Linked DNA regions of Sus scrofa: all the other regions are linked to region 1. The links are chromatin contacts, called in public targeted proximity ligation maps. All regions are on one chromosome and are shown on one strand. The core of a region is the stretch at or near the end of the contact, and the rest is flanking DNA. Distances in the headings are between cores, read along the strand shown.

Evidence for each region.
Region 2: a contact with region 1 is called in a targeted proximity ligation map of alveolar macrophages. A contact is called at or near these places in 1 of 47 Hi-C or Micro-C datasets (embryonic fibroblasts) and 1 of 2 datasets of targeted methods (alveolar macrophages).
Region 3: a contact with region 1 is called in a targeted proximity ligation map of alveolar macrophages. A contact is called at or near these places in 1 of 47 Hi-C or Micro-C datasets (embryonic fibroblasts) and 1 of 2 datasets of targeted methods (alveolar macrophages).

Annotation. Positions count from the first base shown.
Region 1 is chr5:79,916,199-79,920,829 of Sscrofa11.1, forward strand. The region is part of intron 2 of CHST11 (carbohydrate sulfotransferase 11); the gene reads right to left. Among named protein-coding and RNA genes, the nearest start is that of CHST11, 150 kb to the right of the region's middle.
Region 2 is chr5:80,285,192-80,289,842 of Sscrofa11.1, forward strand. No RefSeq gene overlaps it. Among named protein-coding and RNA genes, the nearest start is that of TRNAA-UGC, 46 kb to the left of the region's middle.
Region 3 is chr5:79,523,320-79,528,287 of Sscrofa11.1, forward strand. It overlaps ALDH1L2 (mitochondrial 10-formyltetrahydrofolate dehydrogenase), which reads left to right. Exons shown (of 24, transcript XM_001926587.6): 11 at 3,423-3,542; 12 at 4,383-4,510. It also overlaps the pseudogene LOC102158073. Among named protein-coding and RNA genes, the nearest start is that of ALDH1L2, 33 kb to the left of the region's middle.

The DNA.
Region 1 (4,631 bases), core at 668-3,167:
CTTTCCCTTTTAGCACGGCCAATTTACCAAGCTCATTGATGTTTTCCAGTCTCTTCTTTCTCGTTCAGCCTGGCTTCTCAGATGTCATTTTCCAGCCAGTTGGTGGGTTGGATTTCTAAACTTGGATCCCCCTGGCTTGGTTAGGGATTATCATCTTTATGATTGTAACAGCTACCATTTACAGAGTACGCACCACCTGCCAGGAATTGTTTTAAGCATTTAACATAAATGAGCTCGTTTAATCATCGCCACAAGCCCTATGAAGTGGGTACTACTCCTGTTCCCACTTTACAGAGGCGGCTAACGGTGGCACAGAGAGGTTAAGCAGCTTACCCAAGGCCACACAGATAGAGTGGCCGTCAGAATTCTAAGCCGGTCCCTGTGATTCCTGCCCCTCTGATGTACAGGCCGTGTATAATCCTCTCCCCCTTGAGCACAGAGGACCTGGGAAGATGATGGAACATCACTTCCATAATTATGGGACATTATCGGGCAAAAGCAAAGGGATTTTGCAGATGTTAAGGTCTTTAATCAGTTGACTGTGCTAATCTAAAAGAAAGGTATCCTGGATGGGCCTGACCTTATTAGGTAAGCATTTTAAGTAGGGCTGAGCCTTTCTATATGCTCAGAGAGACTCTTGTTGCTGGCCTGGAAAAACCAAGCTGCTGTGATTTTTGACAGCTAAAAGAAAACGAGTTCTGCCAATAACCACGAGAGCTTGGAAAGGGACCTGAGCCTGGCATGGACCGTCGCCCTGGCAGACACCTGGCCTGCAGCCTGGTGAGACCCTGCGCAGAGGCCCAGCCAAGCCTGCCCAGACTCCTGAGCCATGGAAACTGGGATAATAAATGTGTGTTGCTGTCAACCGCTAAGTTTTGTGGTCATTTGTGAGGTGGCAATAAAAAAAAAAATAAATAAAGCCAGTAAGAGGCAAGGCTGGGATACACACCCAGACAGCCTGGGTCTAGAGTTCTCACCTTCACCACTTTCCTATGTGTCATTCTGGGATCTAGGATGGATGGAAAAGGAGTCACTGAGTAGCTTGAGCAGGAGACCCAGCTCTTATGAAACTTGGGGTACCCCATTCTCACCCCATCTCCCCAGGTTCCTCACCCTGTTTCAGGAACAACATTAGCCACAAAGCAGGCACAGAGGCACCCAGCATAGACCCTGGCGACCAACAGGGAAGAAGGCACTTAAATAACGAAAACTAAAATAATTACAGTCGGTAAAGGGCTAAAAAAGAGAGGTAAAGGGGCTAAGAGACCACAGAACAGGTCCTCGGGCTGAGCAGGAGTCCACCAATTAGAGGGGAGGAGAGGAGAAAGCTTTTCAGGCAGCAGAATAGCATGTGCAAAGGCCCAGAGGCAGGAAAAAGCCAGTACAGCAGGAGAACTGAGCCAGGGCCTGTATAGTGGGAAGGGGAAGAGGGGCTTGAGATGAGACTCAAGAGGGAGGGAGAGGCCAGCGCAAATGAAACGAAGCCCTCGTTACCGCTGGTGCTGGGCCTCTTCCATCAGACGAAGTCAACGCTGCATCACCCTGGATAATAGAAACTCACTGCACTGATACCAGTGGCCCCACTGCTGCTTTCTGAGAAGGAAACCGGAAATGCTTCCACACTCAGCAAGCTCTGAGAGGCTCATGTTGTGACCCTGACAGCTGAAAAGAGAAACCTTTTTTTCCTTTTGTCTTTTCTTGAAAGCAAAAAACTGAACCCTGACGAGACGGTCTAGGCGCATGTGGTCGCGGGCCCCGTGAGGTGAGGGGCCACCTGTCAGCACTTGTCAGCTGCAGATAAGGCCCCCGAAGGAAACTCAGGAAAAATGGGACGTTGGGGATTAAGCAAGAGCACTGCCGTCTCCTGTCTCCTGACCTCAGACTTGAGGCCGAGGCCCTGACACGCATTGCTCCCAGGCCTCTGAGTCACCATGTGGGGAGCAGCATGTGTTCTGGGACTTGCAGGAGCCTTGGCAGATGGAGACAGAGCCCTGTGCCAGCAGCGAGGGGGCATGAGATGGCCAGAGTTGACTTCCCGTTGCTGTCCCTTGCCGGCTGTGTGACCTCAGGCAAGTTGTTCACCTCTCTGTTCCTTGGCACCTGTCCAACAAAGTTTCTACATTCTAGGGTTGTGAGGATTCAGCTGGCAGCAAAGCACCCGAAGAGTGTCTGGCACACAGTGAGTGTGCAAGGAACACAGGCCCAAACGACTCTTCTGGCTCTGACCACTTCCACTGCTGTATCACCACCATCACCATCGTCTCACCAAGCAGAGAACCGGGCTTAGGAATAGGGAATAAGCCTTCATCTTCCACAACTCCAAAATGGAGTTAACGATGCATGAACTACTCAAGAAGGAGAGGTTCAGAAGCGCCCTCCAGCCCCAGTACTGGGGGCGCCCCACCCTTGTTCACCACGACTGTGCAGAGACTTCCTCAAGTTCCAAGGCCAAGAACACCTTATAATTTTTTCTGCCTCAATGGGGCTCTGAACCCGGGCTCACTAAATCATCTGCCGATTGCTCTCTGGTACCCTAACGGGTCTGACTCCAGAGAAAGGATGTGCGGCTTGATTTAGATTAATAAATAAGCATCTCATTTACTTTTTTAAAAAAATCACATGGAAAAACAGCCCATTCCCTGAGGAAGCTCCAAGGAAATGCTGCCTTGATAGCCACAAGCATATTTGGACCAGGCTTTGGGGGCTGCCCAGACCAGAGATGGCAATTAAGAAAAACATAAAGCATCTGCATATGCTTCCCAAATGTATAGAACTCTTTCACACGCGTTATTTCATTCACTCTTCCCCCATCCTATAAAGTATTCCACGTCTTGTTTCTCAGGGGTTCCATGAATGCTGCTTTTAAGGTTCAGATGAATAGACAAACGTTCTGGCCTTTTAAAAAGAAGCTGTTAGTGACATAATTCTAAGAGGGAGTGCTGGTTAGAAAGAATTGAACAGAAGGTTTTACGAGGTTTTTTAAGAAGCTTTTCTTATTAAATCACTATAAAACCTCACCAAAATAGCTCAAACTAACTTGGGAGAAGGCCAGTCACAATTAGGGGAAAGCTTGCAATGCAGAATATTCTTTTAAATGTACTTTTAATATGTGAAGCTCCACACAGTGAAAGGAACCCACGGTTGTAAAGTGCCTGTGTCTTTCACACACAAACAAGACTCTGTGCATTAGGCTGCTGTCCTGAAAGAGGGGAAACAATTCCACTGGGTGAGCTTGGAGGAGCCAAGTCCACTTGCTGGGTCTCAATTGCTTCATCTGAACACAAAAAGCTACCAAGGGAAAGGACTGGATCACTCCAGGTACCTCCCGGCCCTCCAAGACTTGTCTTTTCCAATTATGTTCCCGCAATGAATTTCCTTCACGAATTCCACTGCATGCCGAACTCGGAGGCAATGTTACACAGTCCAAATTAGCAGCGTTCAAATTAATGAGCTTTTCACTGTCTTCCAGGCAGATTTGGAGATGAAAAAGAAGAGAGAAAAAGAAATGAGATCTAGTTAGCGCACTTGCTAACACGGAACAGCAGGTTCACAGGGTCAATTTCCACACCCAGGGCACCTGTTTTGTGGAAGCCTCAGAGAGAGGTATTTTGCTTTGCCTTTTTAGTGTTTTTTAAAGTAAAGAAGCATTAGTGAATTGCCTATTTGTCTAATAGAAGAGAGTAACAGGATGACTGCTGGGGTCTTTGCAGAGCACGAGACAGGCACCGCCATGTGTGAGGACATATGCTGCGGGCAGTCCATCCAATCTTCCAGAACACTGGGATGGTTCCAATTTCTCTTCTCAGGAAAGGATGGTTCCAGCGTCGCTTAGTGACAAGGTTAGGCCTAATAACGGCAACAGCCAAGTCTGAGTCTTTACTGTGTGTGACAGACAGAATTGTCCCCTCCTCGAATTCCTATGTTGACGCCCTCCTCCCCCCACCCCCCGCCCCCAGTGTGACTGTGATTCTTAAAACAGGGCTTTTAAGGAGGTCATTACATTTATGTGCCGTCGAAAGGGTGGGGCCCTAATCCCACAGGATTGGTGTCCTTAGAAGAAGAGGAAGAGACACCAGAAATCCCTCTCCTACCTCAAAGAAAAGAGGCCACGTGAGAAAATGCTAAGTAGGCAGCTGTCTGCATGGCAGGAAGAGAGATCGCATCAAACATCAACCCTGCCTGCCCCTTAACCTTGGACTTGTAGCCTCTAGAGCTGAGAAAATAAGCGTCTGCTGTTTAAGTCATCTAGGGTGGTATCTTGTCATGGCTGTCCACACAGACCACACACTTGGGGAAACGTAATAAGAGCACCCGCTGAAACTGTGTGCCTGCTAGTGTCAGGCACTGTGCTAAGGGTTTCATATGCATTCTCCCATTTAATTCTCCCACCAGCCACACAAGGTAGGTTCTCGTATCATCTTCATTTTGCACGAATGATTGGTTTATTAATTTGTTCATTCCTTTCCTCCCTCCCTTAGTCACTTGTTGGACAATTATGTGGCCAGCAGCAGTCACTCGTGCATTCACTCAACAAACATGTCCAAGCACACTTGAAACCTTCTACAGAGCAAACCGCTTTGATTCCAAGGTTCCTGTTAAGGGCACCAAATGCACTGTCCACGTGGCCCGAA
Region 2 (4,651 bases), core at 675-3,174, 370 kb after region 1:
CTGCCTCCACCCAAGCCTCAGCCCCACTGCTGAGGTCAGGACCTCTTCTCAAGAAAAGATGGTTTGACTCCAGCCCAAATACCTCACTGCTGCGTTCACAGACCTTGGTTCGAACAGAAACAGCTAAGCTACCAAAAGTGATGACTCCTGGCCCAATACTCTGAGACCGATTTAACGGGTCCAGGGCGGAGGCCAGGAAAATGAGCTTTGAAGCTACACCTCCCTTATGTGTATTAATTCTCTTGTAGGTGGTCTCAGGACCACACTTTGAGAAACACTCTTGTGCAACTAATTCTCACCTAATTCATTCTCTGGCAGGGGGTCTTAGGATCACACTTTAAGAAACACTGTCTCCGGGCCTCACTGAAGAAATGGTAGCACTGGTATCATCAGCTTTTAGAAAATTCCTCACTTCTAAAAAATTGCCCTTTGCCATATGGACAATATGAATACATTTACTGGCTCCCACCTTCAAGGCAGTGCACCAAGGACTGTGGAAGATGTTATAATGAACAAGACACACTGATTCTCAAAAATCCAGTCAGAAAAATAAGTGTTTACGAGTTAATCAAAATAGGATGGAATGTGTGTCATGGTAGAAATATAAACTCTCAGCACTCAGAAGTTTACTCTTCTTCCCAGGTATCTTGTACCCATCTACCTTTTTGATTACACATGATGACACAGCATTTTCTGTTATTCCTCCGCACTAGCCCCTATGTTAAGGGCTGAGATCATGCCTTATTTCCTGGTGTCCCTCGTGCCTGTTAAGTAATAGCTGCTTCCTTGAAGAGTCATTCAATTAAGACATTCTTCACCATTACAACTTGGGCCAGATTGTGTGAAACCTCACATTAGATTCTGGCTGCTCACTTAAGAAATCAGTTTCTTGGAACCGAGGCACATACTTTTGCAGTGGGAGGGAACTGAGAGAACATGTCGTCTAACATTTCACCAAATCCGGTGTGCAGATCACTGGCGATACCCAAGGAAGACACCTTCTAGAATGTTTACAGGTGATACATGAAAGAACATTTTAAATTTCAATTGGATGCAAATATGTCTGTGTACAGAAAAACATCCAGAACGATGCAGGGCTTTCATAGATTAATGCTTAAAACAGTGCTAAATTTATTTCAAACAGTAACTGCAGGGCAGGTGAGAAATGCATGCTATTAGAAATCAGCCAAGTGGTTGCCTTGGTGTGGGAGTAAGGGGCATGGGTGGTGGGGGGTTTCTGGGGGGGACTGGAAGTGTTTCTCTACCTGGGTGCTGGCTGGATAGGGCTGTTTAGTTTGCAAAAATTTAGTAAGCTGTATTACAATAATTGCACTTTTCTGTACGTACAGTATACTTCACTTAAAAAGTATTTCAAAGGGTGGGTGTAATTAAAGATAGTAAATAGTAGTACATGGATATGGGAGAAATCCTAAACCTGGTACAGGAAAGGCAAATTTAGGACACACAGACTAACCCTCCCCTGTGTAGATGGGAAGAAAGCCAAGGGATGGCCACAAACGAGCTGCTTGTGCTTGAGCAGGAACTGCCCCCCACTCAACCTTCTCTCCCATTCTTCCCTTCCCCCACTTAGGTCCTCAGCTCCTCCAGGATGGTCTTGTCAGCTGCTCCCAGGGGTGAGCATGAGCTTTTCCCGTCAGACACTCCCTGCCAAGTCCTAGCTCTTCCAAGGAGCTGCCTGCCTCACTTGGCTGTTTTTTTCCATTCCTCTGAGCCTTTCACCATATGCTCTGCTAACTAAATTGAAAGAGACAGATCCTCCAGCATTTAACAATTCCATTCGTGGGAATTGTTACTTTTCTGGGTCTCCGTTTTCACACTTGTAAAACCAAGAGGGGAGGGGAGCTGTACAAGGGTTAGGATCTGCACTTTGGAGCCAAGATGCCTCAGCTTAGATCCCAGCTAGTTTCATAACCCCTTGTGTTTCAGTTACTTCATCTGTAAAATGTGAGGGTATGATTCACCCGTCTCAGGGTACTGCTGATAAAGTGAAACAAGATAATTCATGTCAAGTGCTTGAAACACTGCTCAATAACTGTTCGCCATTATTATTCACTAACTGCAAAGTGGAGAAAACAGAAGCAACCTTTCCCATCTCAAAGAGTAACTGAACGGATAAAATGGGATGGTGGTGTCAGAAATGTGAAAGGGAGGGAGGGAGGAAGGAGGGAAGGAAGCTAAGATAGGGGGTGGGAAAGGGGAAGGTCTGTCTGATAAGATTTGGGATGGATGGCAAGAAGGTGGGGGGGGCCTGGGGGTCCTTGGGCGCCACCCAAGACCTGCCCAGTTAAAAGACCTAAACTTCCCTTGGGGCTTAGCTCCTTCACCCTCAGCCCTGGGTCCCGGATTCTCAAGAAAGGAAGGTAATTCCCGATGGGTAGTATGTTTCCTTTCTTTGGAAACTCAATACACACTCAACAGCCCGCAGGCAGGAAAGGGACCCGTAATTCTCCGTAGGGTTAGCTCTGAACGGTCTTCTCAGATCGTGGCTGCCCAGCACCAGCCTCCGACCACCTTGAACGCTACCTGGACGGCCGCCACCACCGACGTGTCCTGGGGTAAACACGGGGCGGTGGCTCTTTCCCGCCGCGGGGCATCCCCAAGGCCTCGCCCGTTTCTGGATTCTCCAGGCCGGCGCCCGTCGTCGGGCTCACGACGACGGCCAAGGGCTGCCAGGCCGAAGGCTCCAGGACGAGGGACCCAACCAGGGCCGGTGGTCGCCGACCGTCTGGAGGGCCCCGGGGCCGCGACGTGGCCCTCGGTCATACCTACTGAGCGGCCGCCACGTCCTCTCTTGCCCTGGGCTTCCCGCACGGCCGCCCGCGCCTCCTTGCTCTTGGCGCAGCCCATGGCGCGCGGGGCCCTGTGGGAACGCGCGGCGAGCAACGCCGAGCGGAGGCCGAGCGCCCCCTGCCGGCCGCCGCCGGCGACACCCTGCTCCCGCGCCCCTTCTCTTTCAAGCAAGTGCGTTTTTTTCTTTTCACATTAAAATACACTCACCAAAGATAAACAGGAAAATACAAAGGTGAAAGAAGGAGGGATTCCTGGCTGTGGAGCAGTGGGCTAAGAATCAGACTGCAGCGGGTCAGGTCGCTGCAGAGGCGCGGCTGGAGGCTGGGAGCAGTGGGTGGAAGGAGCCCAGGTTGCCGCAGCTGCGGAGTAGGTCACAGCTGCATCTTGGACCCAGTCACTGACCAGGGAACCTCCACGTGCCACATGCAGGGGGCGTGGCCATAAAAAGGGGGGGAAAAAGCACCATCCAAAATCCTTCCCTTTAAACTACATTTGCTGTCTACTCCTTCTTTCCAGGTTTGTTCTTTCCCCTCAATGAATAGTTTTGCACCCAGCTTTTCACCCCCTTACCGTCTCTTTTGTTTATATGGCACTGACAGCCTTCTGATTTGCCCTATATTCTTCCACGTCCTATATTTTTCCCCAGCTTCCACGTCCCTCCTCCAAAAATGTACACCCCAGCAGACTAGCAACTTTACGTATTTTTTCCTTTGCTGTATCCCAAAAGCCTGAACAGTGCCTAGGACCTTGCAGGAAATCCATACTCAAGAAAAGAAGGGAGGAAACATCTTTACTAACTAGCCGTGTAATAGTCCTTCCAGTAGAGCTACCGCACTACGCCCACCTGGTTCTTTTAGACATTTACTTTGATGCTTGTTTTGAAATATTATGAATGGGGTTGCAGTGAGTATCTTTGTGTTTACAGCTTTAAGGCTCTTCTTACACATGGCCAAATTGCTTTTCCAGAAAAGCAGTCCCCATTTGTACTCCTAGTGGTAATGAATGAAAAGTTCCACTCTCCCAAGGGTGATCTTTTTAACACCAAAACCACATTGGGCCACCTCAAGTTTGTGTGTGCCCAGGGGTGTGTGTCCCTCTTCTCAATCAGTACCGTGCTGTTTTTCCTTCTTTCAATTAATTAACATATGTTAAAACATCCAGCCCATATCCGGCTCTGTTCTAGGGTTACAGAGTTTCCTGCTCGTGAGGAACTTCCATTGCGGTTGGGATTTGGGCAACTTGTCTGGTCACCAGATGTGTGGCAATGGTGCAGGTTCTTTGTTTTATCTGGGTTTGTGGGCAAGCTTATTTCCTGCTTTTCCTGGGAGCAACCCAGAGTCAAAAAGGCACTTGGAAAACTCTGGGTGTTTCTTTGCTTAAATATGGAAAGCAAATAAAAGCTGAACCAAAGCCTTTTAAAAATAGACACCGCCTCAAGCTGAAGTGAATCTTAATAACAGCCTCACACAGGAGTTTGCCGTCTATCATAATAACGAATATAACTCAGTCAGGACTTTTAAAGGCAAAGAAAATCTCCCTCCATGAGCCAAGTCTGTTTTCTTTGTTCAGTTGGAGTGATTGTTGAAGAGATTTTTTTTTTTAATGATAGTTGATTTACAATGTTCTGTCAATTTCTGCTGTATAGCAAAGTGACCCAGTTACACATAAATATACATTCATTTTCTTATCTTCTATCAAGTTCCATCACAAGTGACTGGATATAGTTCCCTGTGCTATAGAGCAGGACCTCATTGCTCTTCCATTCCAAATGCAATAGTTTGCATCTGCTGACCCTAAAGAGCCTTTTTTTAATAGGCTTGTTCGATTTATGCTAAAACTA
Region 3 (4,968 bases), core at 1,907-4,406, 390 kb before region 1:
TTTTCCTTCCTATTTCTCAGACTGAATGTATCTCTACTGACCTAATGTCTGGTGTGCTGATTCTTTCTTCTGCCTGCTTAAATCTACTGTTGAGCCCCTCTGGTGACTTTTGCACTTTTCAAATTTAGAATTTCTATTTGGTTCTTTTTTAATAATTCTTATCCCTTTATTGATATTCTCTGTTTGGAGAATATTCTGTTATTTTCATTTTATTTTTTATTTTTTGGCTGCACCCAGGTCATGTGAAAGTTCCTGGCCCAGAGATCGGACTGGCACCACAGCATTGACCCAAGCCACATTAAGGACAATGCTGGATCCTTAACCTACTTTGCCATGAGGGAACTCCTCCTTTAATTCTTTAGACATACTTTCCTTTAGCTCTTTTAATATATTTATAAAAGCTTATTTAAAATCTTTGTGTAATAAATCCAATGTCTAATCTTCTTCTAAGTGATTTCTATTAACTGTCTCCCCCCCCCCAGTGTATGGGCCTTTTTTGTTTGTTTGTTTCCTTGCATTTCTTATGATCTTTTGTTGAAAATTTGACCTTTTTGTTTTTGCTTTTTGTTTCATTTCGTGGTATGTTTTCTTGGCCATGCCTGCAGCATGCAGAAGTTCCCAGGGTGGAGATCAAACCCATGCCACAGTAGTGACCCCGAGCCACTGCAGTGACAATGCCTGATCTTTAACCTACTGTGCCACAAGGAAATTCCAAAAAATAGACATTCTTAAATAATAGAATATGACAATTCTGGAAATCAGACCCCACCTACCTTCTTAGGTATTGTTGCTGCTGGTTGTTGTTGCTTTTTCTTTGTTTAGTGATTTTCCTGGACTAATTCTGCAAAGCTTGTATTCTTTGTTGTTTTCCACTACTTAAGTCCCTGCTTGGTTAACTGAGTGGTCAACTAATGGTTATACATAGATTTCTTTAAATTCCTTGAACCAGTAAGTCTCCCAGCTTTTAATGAGGGCTGTATGTTAGGGTATACCTTTAAAGCCCCAGCAAGCAGTTTACAATGCTTTCGTAGTCTTCACACATTTCTTACTTGCACAGAGTTTCAGGTCAGCCACAGGTAAGAAATTAGGGCTTTTAAAGCACATGCACAAGTCTTATACTAGATTGGTCTTCTAGATTCCCAGGAATATGTCAGAGCTTCTTAAAGATCCCTGTGGATATCTCATGCCCATTTTTCATTTTAAGTCCTTTGATCACCTATTTGTTAGCCCCAGTTGGTATTACAGCCTTGGGCAGCTACAATATTAAACAGTTGCCACTGATTATTTTGACGAACGCCTAGAGATAGGATGTTTATGTATAGAAAGCTCTGAATCAGGTCAAATTAAAATAAGCCCTGAGAATGGAGCTTTTCATGGAGCTACCAGGCCAAATAATAACAACTGTCTTGGGATGAGGCTTTTGGAGAGCTCAGACCAATTTTCTCCCTCATAGCTAATAGACTGCTGCTGTTTTTCACAGCTCCCATACTTGCAAGGATGTTGATTTTCAAGTTACTGCAGAGCTGTCGAGAGAGATGGGAATGGGATAAATTAACATGCCACAAAGCTCACTGTTCTTATAAACATTCTTCTTGATTAAATGGATTCTTGCAAGCCTCTGATTAATTTCCAGAGTCCTGAGAAAAATAATTTTGACAGTATTTTCTATTGTCCACTTTTCTTTTTTCTAATGTTCTTTCAGATTTTCAAAGGTCCTTAATTTACTATTCCAGAAGTGCTTTTTATTCATTTTTTTAAAAATAAAAGGTAAGTTTGGAAAGCAGTTTAGCATCATCTGGTTGAGAACATGAATTTTGGAGTTAAACTAACCTAAATTTGAATCCAAGTAACATTGTTAGCTATGTGACCTTTGGCAAATTACTTAATTTCTCTAAGTTTCAGTTTCTTCGAATGTTAAATGGAATAATACTAACACCCAGGTGATAGGATTGCTGAGAGAATCAAATGTAAGACGTTTAGCATATTTCCAGAATGATGAGTTTATTTTTTAAATTTTTTAATTTTTTGCTTTTTAGGGTCTCACCAGTGGCATATGGAGATGCCCAGGATAGGAGTTGAATCGGAGCTACAGCTGCCAGCCTACACCACAGCCACAGCAACATGGGATCTGAGCCATGTTTGACCTACACCATAGCTCATGGCAACGCCAGATCCCCAACCCACTGAGTGAGGCCAGGAATCAAACCAGCATCCTCATTGGTGCCAGTTAGATTTGTTTCTGCTGCACCACGATGGGAACTCCAAAATGATGAGTTTAAAAACTGGACTAGGAGTTCCTGTCGTGACTTAGTGAAAATGAATCTGACTAGTATCCATGAGGACACAGGATCGATCCCTGACCTCACTCTGGCATTGTTGTGAGCTGTGTTGCAGGTCACATATGTGGCTTGGATCTGGCATTGCTGTGGCTGTTGTGTAGGCCAGCAGCTGCAGGTCTGATTTGACCCCTAGCCTGGGAACCTCCATATGCCGCCAGTGTGGCCCTAAATAGACAAAAAAAAAAAAAAAAAAAAAAAAAAAAAAAAAAAAAGAGGAAAAAAGAAAAGTGGACTACATGCAGGGGCTGAATACATCAATTCAGATTGTTTCCGTCATTATAACTTACACAAACAAATAGAAATATTCTATGGAACATGAGCAGTTGGTATTGGACAAGGCAAGATACCCCTCTTGCTATTTTTATTTCTTTTCTAAGCATCATCAATTTCTCTATATAAAATAGTTTCTTAAATTATTAAATTTCCTTTTTAATACCTTTCTTTGATGTGAAGTTTTATGCCAATAATGCTCTTTCACATGTTGTTTTAATTATTTCTCATATTTTTGAAAAAGTATTTCTCATATTAACTATATGAAATAGGTATATTATCTATATTTTGTTGAAAAAACTGAGATTAATAGGTTAATGGACTAGCCTAAATTCATTTGCTAGCTAATATTAGAGAGTACAATTTAAGCAACATATATGTAAGAGACCGAAAGTGAAAATAGAGAAAAACACAGGAAAGGAAACTTAAAATGGCACAAGTGTAAAAGGAAACTTAACTGACAAAGGCAATTTCAAGATTTTAAATGACAGCAGTGCCTGCATTTCACAGATGTTGCCACTAGATGGTGGTGTTTCCATTGTATGGTGGTCTCAGTTATCTTTCATCTCTATGAGAAAGAAAATCAGAGCTTTATAAAGCATAGCCTCCAGCACTTTAGTCATCACAGATGCTGACTCTCTGCTTCCATGGCAATCTGAGAATCATGAGGCCTAAATATTATGTATTCTTGTCTCTTCTGGAGTGTAAGCACTAGAATCCCATTGATTTAAATTTTCCCTCTGCATTAGTGAATAAGCTTCAAATGCATAAGCACAGAATCCATTGAGTCTATTAATATGATTTCTTTCTTAGGTTTCCAAGGAGGTCAATGAAATGACAGTAAAAATGCCATATCAGTGTTTCATAAATGGACAATTCACAGATGCTGATGATGGAAAGACCTATGACACTATCAACCCAACAGATGGATCTGTGAGTAATTATTTAGTGTGGGCAGTGGCCATTGATCATGGATTTTTTGTTTATATACAGTTATAAAACAAAGCAGTATTAAGAAGTTTCTTTATTCTGTTACTCGGCCACTGAGCACTCAATATATGTGTATTTCATGCATTTCTTTCAACTATTGAATTCTGGTACTGGCTCTTGTTAGCTATAGTAACCTACTTTGTAGAAGGAGTATTTGTGATGAAATTAGACAGAAGCTATACTTACACACATTAGAGGTATAATTTCACATAAAGCTATATGTGTGAAAAAAATCTTAGTCTCTGCAAGCGCATGGTGAGAAATTCAGCTTCCCTAAGGCACAAGAAGAAATAGTTACAGTTTCCTAAATGTGTCTTCCTGTAGTGTAGCCTGACATGAGAAGCAGCAAATTTTAGACTCACAATTTTCATGGTAAAATTGTTTCCTTCAGAGTTCCTGTCATGGCTCAGAATCCACCTAGTATCCATGAGGATACGGGTTTGATCCCTGGCCTTACTCAGTGGTTGAAGGATTCGGAGTTGCAGTGAACTGTGGTATATAGGTCGCCGACATGGCTAGGATTCTGTGTTAGGCTGTGGTGTAGGCCAGCAGCTGCAGCTCCAATTTGACCCCTAGCCTGGGAACTTCTGTGTTCCACAGGTGTGACACTAAAAAGCAAAAAAAAAAATTGTTTCTTTGTCTTTACTATATTACTGGAAGTATTCATTTTCTATCAGAAAAAAATTCTTTGGATTTTGTAATATAATATTAATTCCAAGAAACATATTTTTGTATCTCTTTATATAAATAACCCATAATTTATTTTTGCTTGTATTGAAATAGATAATATGCAAAGTATCCTATGCTTCTTTGGTGGATGTTGATAAAGCAGTAGCCGCAGCAAAAGATGCTTTTGAAAATGGTGAATGGGGAAGAATGAATGCACGAGAAAGAGGAAGATTGATGTACAGGTATGTTTTTAAGAATGCAAGTCTGTGGCCTTCAGATATTGACTAACATTGCCAAGATTTTAAAAACTTCCTCTGAGCATTTTAGTATGCACCAATTATACAGCATGTCTTTTGTTACTTGCATCCTATAAAATCCCATGTATATGAGTTGCTGATTTTTGTAATCTTGTTTGTTTTTGTCTGTGTCCCTGTACGAGAAGCTTAATGAAGGACTACGTAGGTACAAAGATGTGAGCCAGGGTCAAGGGAATCCAGCAAAGGATCATGAAGCATCCAGTAGAGATAGAATGGGGGACGCGGCTCCTCCTCCAAGGCATGAAGGGACAGAGGGAGGAGCTGATACTAGAATCTGGCAAGATCAATAGCTGTGGAAGTCTCTGCAGCTGTCAAACTACACATCATCAGTGGGACAGCCAGGGGATTCAACCCCCGACCACTTTCTTCTCCAGTTTGCCATT